2 separate regions of the Triticum aestivum genome follow, and region 1 is linked to region 2. Evidence: chromatin contacts called from public Hi-C data. All regions are on one chromosome and are shown on one strand. The core of a region is the stretch at or near the end of the contact, and the rest is flanking DNA. Distances in the headings are between cores, read along the strand shown. Region 1 holds the start of LOC123169356 (UDP-galactose transporter 1). Region 2 holds the start of LOC123169506 (GDP-mannose transporter GONST1).

Evidence for each region. A called contact is a pair of places that touch in the nucleus more often than the background predicts.
Region 1: a Hi-C map of leaf shows a contact between it and region 2, with 6 times the contacts expected there. The contact joins the promoter of LOC123169356 here to the promoter of LOC123169506 in region 2. A contact is called at or near these places in 1 of 5 Hi-C or Micro-C datasets (leaf) and 1 of 1 datasets of contacts at active chromatin or transcription factors (leaf).

The regions. Positions count from the first base shown.
Region 1 is chr7D:413,373,508-413,378,272 of IWGSC CS RefSeq v2.1, reverse strand. It overlaps LOC123169356 (UDP-galactose transporter 1), which reads right to left and starts at 3,335. Exons shown (of 6, transcript XM_044587196.1): 1 at 3,206-3,335; 2 at 2,852-3,119; 3 at 1,972-2,221; 4 at 1,686-1,893; 5 at 1,174-1,405; 6 at 588-1,080. The coding sequence starts at 2,962. The coding sequence ends at 868. LOC123165669 (PHD finger protein EHD3) reads right to left here. Exons shown (of 6, transcript XM_044583357.1): 6 at 4,163-4,765. The coding sequence ends at 4,539.
Region 2 is chr7D:413,083,605-413,088,643 of IWGSC CS RefSeq v2.1, reverse strand. LOC123169506 (GDP-mannose transporter GONST1) reads left to right here and starts at 1,819. Exons shown (of 12, transcript XR_006484861.1): 1 at 1,819-2,105; 2 at 2,872-2,943; 3 at 3,096-3,321; 4 at 3,433-3,572; 5 at 4,132-4,261; 6 at 4,461-4,559; 7 at 4,730-4,884.

The DNA of each region.
Region 1 (4,765 bases), core at 2,086-4,585, 290 kb before region 2:
TAGGACCAGCGCACCAGAACAGCAACCGCCGCTGATGAAGAATAACATAGATCGAAAGGATCCAACCTGAAGACACACGAATATAGACAAACCACAACCAGATCCGAGCAAATCCACCGAGGATAGATCCGCCGGAGACACACCTCCACACGCTCACCAACGATGCTAGACGCACCACCGAAACGGGGACTAGGCGGGGAGACCTTTATTCCATCTTCAGCGAGCCGCCGCCGTCTCGTCTTCCTGAGTAGGACACAAACCCTAACAAATCTCGAAGGAACGACTAACAACGGAGCCCTCCCGCCGGCACTTGAGCCGGCGAGAGGCACGAACCCTAGCTTTTTTTGGAAGAGGAGGCGGTGGCTGGAAAGTTTTTAGACAAGATCTAAAAGAGATACAGTATATGTTTTTTGTTTGAGGACGCGGCGCTTTCTGCTTGACTTTGGTCCGTACATTTCGCAATGATGAATATATTTGAAAATGGCTCTGGCCGGCTGTTGCCTGCCATGGTCACCGTAAAAAAACCAAACACTTCAGAGGAAACAAAAAATTGTGCCGAAATTTCGACAGCAGTCTGCTAGCGTCAGTAGTTAGATGCTACAGCAAGCAGCATCCTGAACAATTTATACTAGCACACGAAAGTATTTGTCCAGCAGCACAGGCCAAAAAATGTCTGATCAGTTCCACGAAGAACAAACCGGGTGCAGCAACTGACATGAAACAACAGCGAAATAACGTCGGGTGGATCAAGTACAGCATCGTTACCAACACCAAAATATGTATCCTACGAAACTTTGCTCTTTCTAACCCCAAATGCTGTGTGTTCATTATTCCTATGATTGACAAGAGCGCCTATATGTCCTGCTGCTAGATCTTCTCTTGCTTTTCGCATACGAGGGGGAGCATCTCCAACCGGCTTCTCGGGGTGCGCGGGCTCGGGGAGGTGGCCTGCTGGGAGATCAGATGCCTCACATAGCCGTAGAAGGTGCAGCCGACGAGCGTGATCCCACACCCCACGGCGTTCATGGCGGAGATCGGGTTCCGGAAGATCATCCAGGAGATCAGTACCGCGACAGCCACCTACAAACCGATCATGGTACCAGTTTGTCAGTGCCGAACTTGGACCTAGGAAGCAGAACAAAGCGGAATAGAGCCTCACACTCTCACTCTCACCTTGAGATTGCCAGCTACATTGAAGGTCACCGCCGTCGTTGAATGGATAACATAGAAGACGGAGAAGTTCAGGCAGAAGGCGAGAACTCCCGAGGTGATTATGATGACCAGTGCAGGGACGGTTGACTCGTATGTGTACAGCCAGTTGATTACTCCGCTCCCTTCGAGTACGATGGCTGGTATCGATAGTATCATGGTGGCAAAGGGTGCCATGTAGTACACTGTGTTAATGCTGCAGAGAAGAAAAAGAACAGCAAATCAAACTCACTAAAAGGAAAATGTGCAAGATCGTACTTGATTGCGGTACTATGAAAATAGCAAGAGATTCTACATAATAATGATGACAGCAGCGGTATTTATTCTATTATCTATGATAATCTCTGATGGCAATTAGTATGAAACATCACGTGACAACAACCACCCTTCCCCTACACCTTAAATTCTTTGTTGTAAAACTTAGACAGACGGTATGTAATCATTTCTTTTGTAAACTGATCAGATCAACTGTTTACCTGTCAAATTTGTATCCATGGAGCAGGGATTCTGCTAAGATGGTCTTTGTAGATGTGGCAAGGCAGCCAACCATGGCAGCGCAAAAACCAAACATATTGAAGCTAAGTTCAGTTACTGAAGTTAAGAGGATTCCACCCACTATTGGAATCAAAGAAGCCCATATGCGCCACTCAAAATATTTCCTCCAGACCAACCACTGCAGAATAACTGTTCTTCAATGAATCAGAATATGCGACAGCAGTCGTGAAAAGGGCGTGTTGAATGGAGAGCAAGAAATGAGAGAACCTGTTGTTGCAGGAGTGAAAGATTTTATGGTCTGCATGAAAGAGACCGGGATGTACCGCAGACTGATATTTCCCAACACTATGTTTATGCAGAACACAAACGACATGGGGAATATCCTTTTCCAGCGATCCTCGGGGGCAACCTCGATCAGTGGTTTTACTTTGAGCACTTTGATTGCGATATAGGCTCCAATAGAAGAGCATATGAAGTGGACACACGACACGGTCAGAGGGAATTTGAACTCCAGTTTCTGCATCGAAGAAAAACTTAAAATCATCGAGAGCAGGGAGCAGATAATTTCTTTATTAACGAGGATATTCGTCGATCATTTTACTTTCAGGCATGTGAATGTAGCGCAGGATGTTGTATATTTCTAGTCCAAGAATTCAGACCTCCAAGAATTCAGACCTCTACTTGATGGTGTTGACAACTGAATGCAAATATAAAATAAGCCCCCAAACAAAGATGGTGGAAGAAGCCCAGGGGGAATATTCATCCATATGTCACTTGAGGTGAAATATGTTTAGATTCATCTTGTTGTCAAACATATCAGTACAAAAAAAGTTTAACTCTGAATGAAGCCTGAAACCTGGCATGTTGGTTTACCCTCTAGTTTAACTCTGAATAACCTAGCAATCAAACCCATGAACAAAAGGAAGGACTTGAGGTTTTGTTTCTCCTCCTAAAAGTTCTTTTTTTACCATTGGCAAGGAAACCTAATCCGATAATTCCTTTGTTTTTACATTCGTGGCATGATAAATCACTAGCTAATCTGCACCTGAAGGCACGGATCAACCCATAAAAACATGAGGAGGCGCACATGAGGATGAGGAGGAAATAAAAGGTAAATAAAAAAGGGGGGATGGAGAAGAGTTGGGACCTGGAAGATCCACTTGTTGATGATGATGACGGTGACGTTGAAGCCCCACCATTGGAGGATGGCGAGCACCGCCCGGACCGTCGCCACGTTCCCCATCTTCCCATCCTCCATCGCGCCTCTTCCGCAAGAAGATGAAGAAGATGAAGAAGAAGGCCAAGGCCCAGGGAAGAAACCGAAACCGGCCGGCGTTCCGGAATCAATTAATCCATCGAAAACTCCTCTCTGGACGACCCATTCTATAAGGCATCGGCGGTTCTTCTAGAAGGTTCTGGAAAGCTGAGGACTTGAGGCGGCGCCGTCGATCTCTTGAGAAGAGAAGAAAACATACAAGAGATGGGAGAAAGAAGAGGGTACCAAGGCCAAAGGAGGATTCGTCCTGGTTTTAGGTTGAGAGCTCGGTTTGTGTGAAGGAGGCAGAGGAGAGGCTCTTCCCTGTCATCATGGAACGCGTTACTGCTTTCCTTACCTTCACGTCATGCTTCTACGCGGCCTATCCTGGCCTGGACACGTGTCACGCGAGATAATGACAGACGCTTGCAAACGAGATTCGCCACTGCAATTAGCAAACAATTTAACTCCTAGGATTTGCCGCTCCGAATCTCCGTCAAACCATGCAGTAGCAGTACAATGCAATGGGCTTCAGAGTAGGTGTTTGCAAAACTATAAATTTGTGTTTTTCTTAAGCACCGATGCTTATTTTATCCCAAAAAATGATAAGTGTGACATATTAGGTGCGTGGCACTCAGGCCATTATGTTTTGCGATGGCAATTTCAGTCATGTAAGGCCCTGTACAATGGGAGATGCTTAGAGGGGTGTTTAGAAAAATAAACCGAGATTTTCTGAAGCACCGGTGCCTATTTATACAGGAGAGACGCTTAGTTAAGCGTCTACCCTATACAAATAAGCACCGGTGCTTAAGGAAAGTCTGGTTTATTTCTCTAAGCACCTCCCTAAGCACCTCCCATTGTACAAGGCCTAAGGATGACAAATTGCAGTGACACAGCAAGTTTCTGTCAAAAATAAATTGAAGCACGAAAGTTGTCATGCTTTGGCAACTAAAGTTGTCATTCTCGCATCACTAAACTTGTCATAAGAAACATTCAAAATTGTCATGTGCTCGTACCTGACGTGTGGCACTTATCAGAATAATCCTAAAGGTGCATTCTTCAGAAACACCTCTCTAAGCACGTCGCATTGTAGATGGTCTTAAAAGGTCCCAACAAATAAGTTTGTCCATGCAAAAAGAAAATTCGGTTTGCAAAATTAGGATTGTTAAGTGTGAGAAAATAACACAAAAATACAGTAAGTTATAACCAAACAACAGCAATGAATAGAGATAGACAAGGTCATATCATTCGTTCCTTACAAGAGTTACAATGGAACAACTGGCACTAAGTAAAACACAACAAATCAAGTGATGTTTCGTGCAAATAATAACAATACAGCCTACATAAAAGAAGCGTTTCATCAGGCGAGACTTTCTAAGTGTCAACTACACAACTGACTGGCTCTGATTCAACTATTCAAGCCAGTGTATATATAATATATGGCCCTCCAAAGAGGGCCAAAGAATAATCATCGTCCCTTCCTTTTCCTTTACCCAGCAAAGCTTGGCCAAGCATCTTTGCAAAACGCTGCTCTGCTTATTACTCCCCTCTTGGCCAAGCAATAGCATCATCAACTAGGCTAAGCGTCGTCCGCCTGGCTCGCACGCTTGGCGCTTATATGTTGTTGTTTCTTCAGGATCGACTTCTCGTACCTCTGCATCCCCTCCCTCGCCCGCCGCACGCTGCACAGCGGGCAGTACCAGTGACCCTTGGGGACACAAGTGCGCTTGGGCGTCATGCAGTACACATGGTAGGCCTCGTCGCAGCCGTCGCACAGGGTGATCTCCTCGTCGTCCTTGTTCTTGA
Region 2 (5,039 bases), core at 570-3,069:
AGATCAGATGCATCTCTCTTCATCTTCTCCCAGGGTAAAATACAGATATACATGCTGGTGTACGTTGATGATATTGTGATTGCTGGCTCTACCCCCGCCGTGGTGGATCGTCTTGTGCAGTCATTGTCTGCTAGCTTTCCCATCAAAGGTTTGGGTCGCCTCAAGTACTTTCTTGGTTTGGAAGCGTCCTTTCATTCAGGGGGCATGACCTTGACGCAGAAAAAGTATGCTTTGGATCTTCTTCATCGCGTTAACATGGAGAACTGCAAGGCCACTTCCACTCCGGTTGCTACTTCCGAGAGTCTCTCACGTCATAGTGGTGCACTACTGGGTAGAGCTGACTCCTTTCGGTATCGCAGTGTGGTTGGAGCACTTCAGTATTTGACCCTCACTCGTCCTGATATCTCCTTCGCAGTGAACAAAGTGTGTCAGTTCCTGTCTCAGCCAACGGAGGATCATTGGGAAGCAGTCAAGCGTATTCTGAGATATGTCAAAGGTACGCTAGACATGGGACCACGGATTCGTAAGTCCAGATTTACCGGAGTGAGTATATTTACCGATGCAGACTGGGCAGGCTGTGTTGATGATAGGCGCTCCACTGGTGGTTTTGCTATATTTGTTGGACCTAACCTTGTATCTTGGAGCTCGAAGAAGCAACCCACAGTCTCGAGATCAAGCACCGAGGCAGAATATAAGGCATTGGCCAATGGCGCGGCTGAAGCCATTTGGATAGACTCAGTTCTCACAGAACTTGGAGTCCCACGGCAGCGCACTCCTATATTATGGTGTGATAACTTAGGGGCAACTTACCTGACGGCGAATCCAGTGTTTCATGCTCGGACCAAACACATTGAGATTGATTTCCATTTTGTGAGAGAACGAGTAGCTGCTTGTGAACTGGAAGTCAGGTTTATTTCTACAGATGATCAGTTAGCGGATGTATTTACTAAACCCGCTACTAGACAGATGCTAGACCGTTTTAGAACCAATCTAAATCTTGTATGTAGTTCAGATTGAGGGGGCATGTAAAGTAGGGTCTAGTATATTGTCCTTATACACGTATTCGTATACGTATGTAATTGTAATTGTGATCGTCTATATATTAAGACGTGAGGCTGGATGTCAACCACCCACGCAAAACCCTAAACCCTGTGTTTAACTCTATGCTATGAGCTGTGAGCCAACCGGCGACAGGAGAAGGCGGGTTGCTAGCGAGCACAAGGACGAGCGCAGGCGGCGCGAGTGGAAGGCGAGCGCGGCGACGAGGGGGAGCTGCGCGAGATGGAGATGCGTGAGTAGGAGGAAGGTCTCCGGGGGAACCGTTCTTTTGCTAAATCCAATGGCCGTGGCTACTGGCATCCGGCGCCTAGGCCGATCACGCGCTATAGTGCTGGCCTATGAACAACACAGTTTTAAAAGACTTTCTTCTAGCCGGCCCTCCTCAACGCCCATATTTTCCGCCGCCACTGCTCCTCAGCCGACCCAAATGAAACTTTGTCAATCTTTCGTTCGTTAAGCACTGTTCGTCTGTAAGAAACAGATGTGACCTCATAAAACCATTTTTCTGCCCTGTTCCTGGCTCTCCTCTGCAATGAACGGACGGTCACACTCGCACGAAACACGCCACCTCACTTTGCTCAATCCACGAAAACTTTGCACGCCCAAAATAAAAGGGGAAACAAATACCAGACGCAACATCCGCAGCACAGCGCAACCACTGCCGCGAGCTCGGTTGCCTTCCTTCCCAGTCACTGAAGCATGGACCAGCGCGCAAGCGGGACCCGGTACTCAGCGACGAGACGGCCGATGCCGCAGCGCGCCGAGGAGTAAAAGCAGTAGCCGCAGGGGCGCAAAGCCAAGCTGTGTCAGCTGTATTGACTCGGCGGGGGCCCACCGGTCAGCCTGCGAACGTTCCTTCTTCCGCCGGATATTTTAAAAGCCAAGCAGCTCCCTTCCGTTACTTTCCGAGTCGCCGCCGCTTCCAGCTCCTCCGCCGCGCTACACCGTCGAGCTCCTCGCCGGCACAGTCCCGCCACCGTCTCCGTGGGCCACGAGGGAGCCGCTCGGTTTCCCCAGGGACCCTGCTCCGGCGCCATGGCTTCCAGGTGAGCTCCCGGTCGGCCTCTCTCGTTCTCCCAACTTCCACGTGCGTCCCTCTCCCGCACCAGTTGGCTCACCTGAGCTCCGATGATCCCTTCGGGTACGGCGGTTGAGATTTCACGCCGGGTTAGTTGTGCCTTGCTTCCGATTAGGAGCCGTAGTGCTTAGGTTGGGCTGCTCAAAGGTTCGCTTGGTTTCCAGAACTTGCGATTCGATTCCTGAAGCGCCAAATTGTTAATCGGATTCTTCCTTGTATATTTCTGTTGATTAGCTCAACTTCAGGTTACTTCTGAAGCGTACAGGCATGCGAAACCTCATTTCAGTTCGTTGCAGTTTGGCTTTTAGCCCCTCCAAGCTCCAAATAAATAGGAATTACTTGCAGAGCGTACTAGGTTGACGACTTATGTACTGCTCAGTACAGTCCTGTCGAATTATATTCAATACTAGTACCATTGGCTGGAGTTTTGCTGCAGGTACAGTACGAGTCCTGAAGCTAACTATAACCCGCAAAAAAAAACTATAACTGGAAAACCCCACCGAAATTGATCAATTTAGCCTTATTTTAACTAGGGGAGCATGGTGACTCTTTAGGAGAATGCAAATGCTTATAGTTATCCTCTAGTATGATGCGTTTGAAGTGCCATTGGTTTAATACACATGCTTGGTCCATGGGTTCAGATTTTAATTTAAGATGCTTCACAAGATATAAGCAGCGAAAATTGATTTAATAATTGGATTACTGTTGATTGGAAGAGTTCCATTATCTTGCAGAAACCCTCCGCTAGTCACTCATGTTGATCCCGACGCCCCTCCTGGGAGAAAAGCACCAGACATTGGCAACAGGCATGTAAGCTTCCCTTGATCAGTAGTGTCTTAAAAAAATAAAATAATCTGAAAACATCTTCTGAACCTTATTCTCGTCAATGGATATCTTGGAAGCAATCATCATGCAAGCTAACACAACCCGTTGTATTTCTGGCTCATATATTCTCCAGATCTACGATGGGAACTTCCTGTGTTGATGACACAGACCTGGAAGATGTTAAGGCCTCAAAAGATAGAGATATGCCTTCACACTTACTCATGCTCCCAAACATTCAGAATCAGTCCCTTCTGTCTGGTTTTGCTTACTGCATAGCATCCTGCAGCATGATTTTAGTTAACAAGTTTGTGCTGTCTGGCTATGGTTTCAACGCTGGAATATTCCTGATGATTTACCAGGTAATTTTATATTACTGACTGTATACTTCTCATGCAATTGTGTTTTCCTTCTGCGTTGTATCTATGATGGTTGGGTGACATTGATAGTGTCTTCATCACGTTTTACTGCAGAACATTGTATCAGTGACCATAGTTTCTGCACTGTCCCTCTCTGGTGTTATCCCAACTGAACCATTAACATGGAAGTTAATCAAAGTTTGGTTGCCTGTGAACATTATATTTGTCGGGATGCTAATCACAAGCATGTTTAGGTATGTGTCAGATCTTCATATTATTTAGCTGAGCGCTATTTTCTGTGCATATAGTTAGTCTGTACTTGTATCCAATTTGGTACCAGAATATGGACTCCTTTACTGAATTTAAGCACTTAATTATTTTTATTGTTAAATATTCTTTCAGTTGATAAAATATGAAAACCACACTTTATTTCTTCGTTTCACTCTCACATGTCAGAACTATGTGTAAGGAACACCCCCCTTAATCAGTGTTCATGCTTAAGTTTTGACAGCTCATAAAGTTCATTTAGGGAGAAAATGTTTTTTTCTGCTGACATTTGGTGGGTATTAAAATTTGTGATGAATATTTGTTGCAGCTCGTCTGCTCTTGTTGTGTTCATGGTCAATTAGTTCGATAAGATAATGATAAACCTGAGTCAGTCTCTAGGCTTTCAGAACATTTTGAGTTGAGTTTTTCAAAATGAGCTGTGAAGAAATTGCTCTTCAACTTGTAATAACGATGCATCAGACTGAAGTTCGTAGTCTTTCTTAAAATATATTTCCTGTACCTTTTAATATTTTCTGTATCTTTCAGTTTGAAGTACATCAATGTTGCGATGTTGACTATCTTGAAGAATGTGGCAAATGTTCTTACTGCTTCTGGGGAAACCTACTTCTTTAAGAAGCAACACGATCGACAAGTTTGGATTTCTCTTATGTTGATGGTATGACTAGAATGTCAATATTAGAAGTTACGCATGTTTAAGTATGACTAGAATGCCTGAGGGGCTTATATTCTTCTTCAGTTGCTGAATAATTGCACGTAGTTGATTTGTTACCTTATATATAATCATAGGTGTTCTTGATACGGTGACTTGAAATAACAGTGTACCGAAGACCTGACTCACCCTTATGTTTCTGTAGATAATCTCAGCAATTGCAGGAGGAATAACGGATCTCTCATTTCATGCAGTCGGCTATACATGGCAGATCTTAAATTGTTTTCTGACAGCATCGTATTCGGTATTCTTCTTGATGCCACTGAATCTCCTGAAAACTGAAAACTGTTTCTCCTCCCAAATGTTTTAGATTCTTATCTCCAGTCCCATAGATTGACACTAGTTTATGGGACAAATATCTTCAGTTCTGAGCTCCCTCCATATAAATTTGAACAAATGAACTGTTTTTTCCAGCTTACACTGCGGCATGTAATGGACAGTGCGAAGCAGGCCACCAAGTCTGGGAATTTGAATGAGCTTTCGATGGTTTTGCTGAACAACGTTCTTTCACTACCATTGGGAATTATCCTCGTGCTTGGTTTTAATGAAGTTGAGTACCTGTTGGAAACGTAAGCCCGTGATTTAAACTTCATTCGCTCACTTGTTCTAGCACGAACCTAATGAAAGTAGATATAAATTGTGTTACCTCCATCTGTGTAGTGTAACAAGAGACCATTCGTCCTGAAAAATTTCCTTTCATGTCCTACCAAGATGCAACTAATCC